Regions from separate parts of the Mus musculus genome. Here region 1 is linked to region 2. A link is a contact called in public HiChIP or PLAC-seq data. All regions are on one chromosome and are shown on one strand. The core of a region is the stretch at or near the end of the contact, and the rest is flanking DNA. Distances in the headings are between cores, read along the strand shown. Region 1 holds the start of Tsen54 (tRNA splicing endonuclease subunit 54). Region 2 overlaps Gga3 (golgi associated, gamma adaptin ear containing, ARF binding protein 3).

Region 1 (4,200 bases), core at 1,072-3,571, 230 kb after region 2:
GTTACAGCCAGGAACCGGGACAGAGAAGATGAGCAAGATAGAACCTCTAGGGAGTCCCAAATCACCCTAGATGCCCAAGGAGCCTTGGAGTGAGTCTAAGCCACTAACGGAGGGGAGGAAGTTTCTGTACTTGAGAGAAATATATCTCGCAAAGAAGAGAGGGGCAGCATTCAAGGAGGGAAAGGCTGGGTTGCCTATGCCCCATGGCACTGGGCAGCACCTCAACCTTGGGCAGGAGGGGCCCTGGCAGCAGGAGACACTGGTGTAGGCAGGGCCAGCAGCCCATTCTCCACAGCCCCAGGCTCTGACACCCACAGACAACAGGCGGGGCCGGGAGGTAGGGCCTGGGAGAGTGGCACGGGCAGATGGTAGGGGTCACTCCCTGTCCAAGGTGTCTGCAGCACACTCCTCACTACCAGGTCCCTAGAGGGTGGACTGGGTGCTTATGTCCCTCACTTTCTGGGGGAGATCTACCTGTTGGATCGGAGAGATCTACAGCACCTGTTGCTAATCCTTTCTCACTGCGTCTGTGGTGGGAGAGAGCAGCTGGGTAGAGATCCAGGACAGAGAGCTTGGACAGGCTGGCCAACTACCTCCCAAGCCTGAACCTGAAACCCCAACTCGACTTCCCGCACAAACCCTTAAGTCAGTTCCTCAGTGGCGGTGATTTTGTTGCCAGAATCTTGTGGCAAGAGACTCGTGCAGGCCTGGGGGCCCAGGTGGGGAACCACTCATTCCTCAGAAGTTCCAAGCCCAAGCCGGAGGGCACTCCCCCTCAAAGCCCGCGACCCGCACTGGGAGAGAGTGCTCCTGGCAGTGCCTGGGGTCGGCTGGCTCCCCCTCCCCTTGGAATGCCCCTCTAGCGCGGCGCAGCTCCCCGCAGCCAAGCCCAGATAAGGCCGACCCCGGGAACAAAGCGGCAAGAGGGACCCGGAGAGTCAAGCGTCCGAGGAATAGATAGAGGAGAACGAAAAGGGGGGCTCGAGGAAGGCGGAAGGAGCAGAGAGATGGAGGAGCCCGCCGATCAGACAAGAAAAGTTAGTTTGCGTCTGCTCTCAAGGGTCCTGACCCCTGGCCCGGGACCCGGCAGTCTCACCTCTCCCGGCCGCCCCGCCGGGGGTCCGGCTGGCTGTGCTCAGTCTCAGGCACTCTGGACTCTGGTTCTCACTGTCCCCCGCAACCCCTTTCTCCTCCTTTCCAAGGCCGGCTCGGCGCCTCCCGCAGGAAATCCCGCCCCTCCCCCCTCCCTCCCGCCGGATCGGGAGCCGGGGACCGTCCTGGCCGCACAGTTGGATTGTCAATCAACACCCTGGTCCCCGCCCCATCTTCACTAGGCCCCGCCCCCGCCAGCCAGTCCAGAGCCGAGCCACTGGTTGGATCAGCGCATGCGCGCAGGTGAAGCTGCTTAGGGGTGCAAAGTGGCGGGTGAGAGGCGGGGTGGATGAGGTTTCGTGCTGCTGTGTCCTGTCCGGGGATCCCGAGAGAACTGGGTTCTGGTCTAGATCAAAAGGTGAAGTGTGAATGTATAGGAGAGAAAATAGGATGTTTTGGCAGTTGAACCTGAGGACCCCCCCCCCCCACTAGGGGTGGGGATCACTTCCTCTTTGCCCCATCCTTTCCCGGGTTGCCCGCAGCGACCTTCGTCCACACTCAGAGACCTATAGCTGCTGGCTGGAGCAACGGTGCCACCTAGTGGTGAGCGTCAGTGCGACTCAGGATGTCACGGCGGGGACCCCAGCCTCGAGGAGGTGCTTTCGGAGTCTGGGGTGGCGATTCAGCACCAGTGTGAGCCGGACAGCGCCTCCACCCCTGGCCTTTGAACCCTGCTTCAGAGCCCCTAAGAAGAGATTTTTTTTTTTTGGCCCACCGTGAAGGAACTCCATAAGTCTTTGGTCCACTCCTAACATTCCCATATGGCCTCCAGTTTGCAAAGCTGGTGTCTGGGGGCTCACTGCTCTCCTCTCTCTACGCATCTCTTTCCTGCTGGTGGTAGGACACAAAGACATTCAGGGCTGCAGAGATGAGAGTAACATATTTGATTATCCATGCTACATCCAGTAGCCAGGTAAAGTTATACTAAAGAAGGGAGGAGCCCCCAGAAGCGCTGGAAACGGAATAGGTGAGTTTTTGCACATCTGGAAACCTGCACATCGAGCTGGGTCCCGCGGCCCGGGGTACACGTGTGCCGACAGGTGTTAGGACACACACGGGGCAGGTAGGAAGGCGCGAGGCTCGAGGGTGGCTTTATGATCCCGAGGAGCGAGCGGGTCGAAGGCGCTAGGACCGCGCGGAATGCCGGGGTGGGCGGGGCTTCGCGGTGCGCGCGCAGCCGCAGACAGCGGCCCGATGGAGCCCGAACCCGAACCCGGGTCGGTGGAGGTTCCCGCGGGGCGTGTGCTCAGGTGCTACCCGGCCCGGGGGATGGCGTGGGGTGCGTGGGACCCGGGAGCGAGCGGGGTGGCCTCTGTGCTGATCACGTGTTCCCGGCTCTCCCCAGCGCCTCGGAGCTCCGCGCCGCGCGCTCGCGGTCCCAGAAGCTACCACAGCGGTCGCATGGCCCCAAGGACTTCCTCCCGGACGGCTCGGAGGCCCAGGCGGAGCGGCTGCGCCTGTGTCGCCAAGAGCTGTGGCAGCTGCTGGCGGAGGAGCGCGTGGAGCGCCTGTGAGAGGGGCTGGGCCGGGCCGGGTCAGGCCGGGTGGGCGGAGGCCGGGGACTGCCCGTGCAGACCGAGACGCCCCTTCCCCACTCCTCGCCAGGGGCAGCTTGGTGGCCGCGGAGTGGAAACCAGAAGAGGGCTTTGTGGAGTTGACGTCTCCTGCGGTGAGCGGCCCGGGCATCTCCGCGGCTGGGGGACCCCCTTCCTCTGTCCGCTTAGCTGCTTTGTGACACTTGGTCTGCTGCCGCACAGGGGAAATTCTGGCAGACCATGGGCTACTCAGAGGAAGGACGGCAGCGACTTCACCCCGAAGAGGCTTTGTATCTGCTGGAGTGTGTAAGTGGGGTCCTGGAGGCGTGGGGAAAGGGGTCCCGACTAATGGAATGGGAAGGATACGGTTTGGTGGACCAGGAGGAATTCAGAATTATGTTTTCAGTGAAGTTATGTGTGGACTTTGAGAACAGAAGAGGATACCACTGGACAGCGGGAGTTCTAATCCTCTCATTGTTTGTCCTGGTCATGCAGTGATGCTTGAGTGTGTGGGGAAAGGGTCAGAGCCAAGAAGGTGACTGGCTTGGGCACTGCAGGAAGGGTACACAGCTAAGCTCTTGGTCCACTTCCAGGGTTCGATTCAGCTCTTCTACCAAGACCTCCCACTGTCTATCCAAGAGGCATACCAGCTGCTGCTGACAGAGGACACCTTGAGTTTCCTGCAGTACCAGGTATCTGCCTCCCAAGGTGACTCTTATTTGCCAAGTCAGTGAGTCCTGACAGGTGCCTTTGAGGCTTCGAACACAGAGCCACAAGCCAGGGCTGTAGGTGAGACAGCCTGTGATCACACGGGCTTATATTCAAATGGAGACTGTCAGGTTTGGGGGATTTGTATTGTTGATAAGTTATTAAACAACACGTGTGCCCAGAAGAGGAGATAGACTTGAAAGAGTGAAATCTCCTTTGAGGATGGTATTTGCTTATTTATTTTTAGTGCTTCTGGGAAGTGAAGCCAGCAGCCCATGCCTGCTAGCAAACACTCCAGCACTGAGCTGTATAGCCCCTACCCTCTTGTTTATGTTTTGAGATAGGGACTTTCAAAATTGCACAGGCTGGCCATGAACTCACTCTGTACCCCAGGCTGGTCATGAGTTTATGCTCAAACTCTCTAGTAGCTGGGATGACAACCTTGAACCAGCAGGCCTGGTGAGGATGATACTTAAAATGGAATGTGGTCCATGCAGTCCCAAGATTTGGAACCTAGGGCCATATAGGAGGGAGGTTTTGAGTGGTAGAGGAAATGGCTTTGTGTCACTGGTCTTTGCTACTTTGTGGGTTCTTCTTTTTCCCACCCTTTGTGCCCCCGGTTTCATCTCTTATCACTCGATAGGAGAAAAAGGAGGAGAGAGGGGAGAGAGACTCTGAGTGTAATTTCTCTCTCGTTTCTTCTTTGAGCGTTACCGACAAACTGCAGTCAACTCCGCCGAACAATCAACAACCACCAACCCCACCTTTTGGGGCCTTAGCATTTACGTACCCTCTGAAAAGTTCC
Region 2 (4,412 bases), core at 1,425-3,924:
ATCGAAGCCGCACCTTTTCCTGTAATAAGAGGGCTGCAGATGAGAATCAGTACAGGAATTCCCTCTGCCAAGACATTGTCTCCCTGCCACGCCCATGATTCTGCCAGGAAGGATCCATCTTGCATCACCATGTCCACCCATGCTCAGTCCCTTAACGTGGGATAGAGGGGTTACTGCTGCAGGTCAAGCCAGGACTTCCTGACAGAGCCTCACAGGGTACTTCCTGTGATCCCAGGTGGGTTTCATAGATTCTCTCACGCTTACCTTCATTGGATTGGCCAGCAGCATGACCTGGGTGATGGCTGCAGGTGGCTGGATAGGACTAAATGGGGAAAGTTCTGTCCCAGAGGGTGGCTGCAACTTCACTTTCATTGACTGAAGACAAAAAAGAAGCTCCTTTGAAGAGAATGGTCCGGGTGTCTCAGAGACAGACACCTGCTGGCTACTGAAAGGCAGTCAACACGGTAGGTTCAAGGTAAGGGAAAGGAAGCTACCTTGGGCACTGCAGCCTGCAGCACTATGCTCTTGACTGGCAACGGAGCCGTATTCAGCATGGAAACCACCACCACCAGCACATCAGGCCGTCCTGGCGGACACTCCTTAGCAAAGTGGAAAAGGATGCGGAAGCCATTTTTATCATAGGCTGTCACGGGAAGGGCACTGCCTGTAAGAAGGTGTTACATGAGTGAGTGTGGTAGGGGAGCATGGCAAGGGCCCTGCAGAGCCCGAGTGCTACTAAAGCCAATGGGATGGAGGAGAGCTGGAACAGCTGAGGACGGTTGCCCTGTGGAGTACCGGAGAGGACCAAGGTCACACAGCTGCTGTAAGGAGCTGAGAGGGCTACAGGGATGATGGGACAGTGGTTAGGAACACTTATCATTCTTGCAGAGGATCTAGGTTCCCAGAACCCATGTCGGTCGGCTCACCACTGCCTGTAACTCCAGTTTCAGGAAGCCTGAAACCCTCTGACCTCTGTGGGCACACGTCAAGCACATGCATACACCAAGGCACACAAACAATCATAAATAATAAAAATACAATCTTTAGAAAAGATGTGAGACTGCAGGCAAGCGGACCCTTAACAGTCAGTCAGGGACTTTTGTATGGAAAGAATCCACTGATCACACCCTACCAACACCACAGCTGAGGCTGAGCGCCTGTCCTCAGCACTTACTAGGCTTGATCGATTCCAGGGGCACATGGACACTGGCCAAGGAGAGCTCTGGGCCTTTCTGAGGGCTGCCTTGGGACTGGAAGAGAGGGCTTCCGGGCCCAGTGGAGAAGGGCAGGAGAGGTCTGGCTGGGGCAGAGGCAGGCAGCAGCGGGGAGGCAGTGGGCCCAGGAGAGAAGCAAGAAACAGGTTTCACCAAGCCTGAGGTTCTGGGGCCAAGGAAGGCAAGTCAGAAAGATGGTTAGAATGCTAGGCAACCCCTCAACCAAAGCCAGTGTCTAGCTACCTCAGGCCACTAGCTTCCAGCCTGACTCACAGTACCAAAAAGGATCCACATCCCCCATCCTATGAAGCCTCCCTTTGGTCCTATATATACGACACCCCACGCTCAGCCACCCTCTTCTATCCCTTACACTTTGGCCTCTTCCAGAAGCTGATCAAGGGCATCTAGGCGGTGCGAGGTGCTGGAGCTGGGGTATTCTGGACCTTTGGGCTCAGCCTTTGGAGCCAAGGCTGGGGCAGGTCCAGAAGAGAACATGAAGGAGCCAGTGCTGTGGGTTGGTGCACTGGCTGGGACCACAGGAGCTGGGAAGGCAGCAGGCAGTGGAGCTTGGGACATACTTGAGGTAGAAACTGGGGGAGGGAGCTGGGGTCCATCTGAGGGGCAGGAGGCCGCAGGCACTGGCCTGGGACTGAAGAAGTCCAGATCTGATGGTGGTTCATTCTGTACAACAGAAATATCAAGTGAGCAGAGACCCAGAAGGGACGAGGCCATCACCCACCGGGCCTTCTGAGGTACCCATTGTGACCCACAGAACCCTCTAGAGAATACATAAGCTCTGGTTCTAGCAAAGTGTAGCCAGCCAGAGCCTAAGAAGGAAGGGTGGGTGCCTTGTGGTCCTTGGGCATCACTTGAGTGATGCTGCTGTTATGGTGCCTCTACCTGGAACAGGTGCCACTGACTACTTCCAGGTGACTCTTTGGGAGCAGTGGGGGCGGGGTCAGTAAGGCCTAAGAACACAAAAGAAAAGTCAATGAGCTGAGCTCCTGCGCCCTCCAATCCCCCAATAACGGTCAGGTGACAAGGCAAGAGCCAGTCCTTGTAAGCCAAGAGTTCCCCTGCAGCTAGACTGGAAGAAAATGCATTTGCCCTTCATGCATGACTGAAGGGCCTCCTAGGACGAGAGGAGATGAGCTGTGCCAGAGCCTGCCATGTTTACCTTGCACTCCCTTGGAAAGTGGTCCTGTCGGCCGCCAGAGAGTTATCTAAGCACACCAACCCTTAGGCCTTCCTTCCCCAGTGCCACGCTTGGGCGTACCTAAGCAGAGGAGCTCCTCATCCAGCAAGGAGAGGGCATTGTTCGTGCTGTCAGACCCTGGGGGAGCCTCAGCCTGGCTGGATGAACGGCTTCGTGGAGGCCCGGAGGTTTGGGGGGGTGGAGGGAGGATGGGGATGCCTGAGGTGGGTGGGGCCAATGCCGGAGACGAGTTGCTGGGGGCGTCCAACTCAGCAAGGTCAATGAGGGCGCCTTGGTTACCACAGTGACTGTTTCCTAGATGGGTCGACAGAAGAGGAACAAGAGCATTCAGGGAGAATCTGTGTCCATGCCGCAAGAGGCAGGACCCGGGCATAGCTGTTCTATCTTGTGGCTCAACCTAGTGGCATTTCTCCAGGAACACTGAAAACCAGGCTTGAGAAAGCAAGGAAGGAAGTCTCCATGCACACCTCCTGGCCTCTGGGAATGGCTACTTGAAATGGCTCGGTATCCCCTCAGGAATTCCCTAAGCATTGCCATTTGGGGCTCAGTGGTCAGGGCACATGGCTGCTCTGGAGGGTTGCAGAATAGAAATCAGAATATTTACCTTCAGAGTCAGGCATGGTTGAGGTGGTCACCTCACCATTGACGATCTGCCCTTCAATAATAGTTTTGTAAGAGTTGATGACCCTGGACAGGTTGTCACTGGCCTGCAGGATGTCCCCTACAGTAGAAGAGATCCCTCACTGTGTGGGCTGTGACAACTCTCACACAGCTAAAGTTTTGACTCATCCTTTCACACTCACCCAAACTGTTGTCATTGTCCTCTGTCTCGCTGGCTAGTTTAAACAGCGTCCGCCTCTTATTCTCACAACGATCAAAGAGCTCCTGAGAGACCCAGATATAAAAACCACAACGAAAGAGGTTCTCAGAAGTCATCTGTACTGGTTAGTTTTGTGTCAACTTGACACAGCTGGAGTTACCACAGAGAAAGGAGCTTCAGTTGAGGAAATGCCTCCATGAGATCCAACTGTAAGGCATTTTCTCAATTAGTGATCAAGGGGGAAAGGCCCTTGTGGGTGGGACCATCTCAGGGCTGGTAGTCTTGGTTCTATAAGAAAGCAGGCTGAGCAAGCCAGGTGAAGCAAGCCAGTAAAGAACATCCCTCCATGGCCTCTGCATCAGCTCCTGCTTCCTGACCTGTTTGAGTTCCAGTCCTGACTTCCTTTGGTGATAAACAGCAGCATGGAAGTGTAAGCTGAATAAACCCTTTCCTCCCCAACTTGCATCTTGGTCATGATGTTTGTGCAGGAATAGAAACCCTGACTAAGACATCATCTGATTTAACATTTATGCCCAGAAAACGGTAGGACTCCCCAATAGACCACAGAGAAACTGACAGGGGTGGGAGAGGAGCATGCATCTTTGTGTCTTCAATATCTACCAAAAGACACTGCCCAAGTCATCTGTACCAACTGTTAGGTAAAATGTGCCTCAGATGATTCTGTGGGCCATGTTCTTGTGATGGTGAGCCTATATGTGTCTGAGCACTGCATGTATGTTACGGTTGTATAGCTTGGTGTTCTTGTAGGGTGCTAACAGTGGGAGCACAGGCTGTCCCTGAGTCATCTGGTGCCTTTGGAATGCTTTGCCTCCTGGTCTAGCCTTGATGTGAGAATGTGTGCCTGGTCTTACTATAGCTTGTTATAGCATATTCCATTCATGTGCCCAGGAGGGAGGACTGTTCTTTTCTAAGAGGAGGGCAGGTCTGGAAAAAGGTGGGAGGGAGTAAAGGGGGAGAGACTGGAGGAGGAGAAATTGTAGTAGGTATGTAATGTATGACAGAAAAATAAATAAAAGGGGGAAAAAGATGTGTGTCTCAGAAGCCACAGCCTAAGCTACAATGTCAACACCAGGGGCAGGTGTCCCCAAAGCTTAAAGGCGTGAGCATGGAGCACATTATCAGGGTACTGTATCTGAGTCAC

What was found. HiChIP or PLAC-seq counts read pairs in DNA pulled down with a chosen protein or histone mark.
Region 1: a contact with region 2 is called in an H3K4me3 HiChIP or PLAC-seq map of embryonic stem cells, with 40 read pairs. The contact joins the promoter of Tsen54 here to the enhancer-like site in region 2. A contact is called at or near these places in 6 of 39 promoter capture datasets (the HPC-7 cell line, embryonic stem cells, hematopoietic stem and progenitor cells and 2 more), 1 of 15 datasets of contacts at CTCF or cohesin (CD8 T cells), 3 of 484 Hi-C or Micro-C datasets (bone marrow-derived macrophages, embryonic stem cells and group 2 innate lymphoid cells), 19 of 115 datasets of contacts at active chromatin or transcription factors (T-cell acute lymphoblastic leukemia, bone marrow-derived macrophages, craniofacial prominence and 10 more) and 5 of 9 other capture datasets (adipose tissue, embryonic stem cells, liver and 2 more).

Annotation. Positions count from the first base shown.
Region 1 is chr11:115,812,418-115,816,617 of GRCm38.p6, forward strand. It overlaps Tsen54 (tRNA splicing endonuclease subunit 54), which reads left to right and starts at 2,322. Exons shown (of 11, transcript NM_029557.1): 1 at 2,322-2,402; 2 at 2,498-2,662; 3 at 2,758-2,821; 4 at 2,910-2,993; 5 at 3,281-3,379. The coding sequence starts at 2,347. It overlaps Caskin2 (CASK-interacting protein 2), which reads right to left and starts at 1,175. Exons shown (of 20, transcript NM_080643.2): 1 at 1,097-1,175.
Region 2 is chr11:115,585,822-115,590,233 of GRCm38.p6, forward strand. Gga3 (golgi associated, gamma adaptin ear containing, ARF binding protein 3) reads right to left here. Exons shown (of 17, transcript NM_173048.3): 9 at 3,234-3,315; 10 at 3,035-3,151; 11 at 2,491-2,724; 12 at 2,115-2,182; 13 at 1,585-1,895; 14 at 1,175-1,380; 15 at 495-664; 16 at 265-375; 17 at 1-19. Among named protein-coding and RNA genes, the nearest start is that of Gga3, 16 kb to the right of the region's middle. Within about 2 kb of position 2,675, at least 5 of the 459 cell types and tissues checked have an H3K27ac peak or open chromatin away from gene starts, as enhancers often do. A contact at or near this core is called in embryonic stem cells, where this site is marked.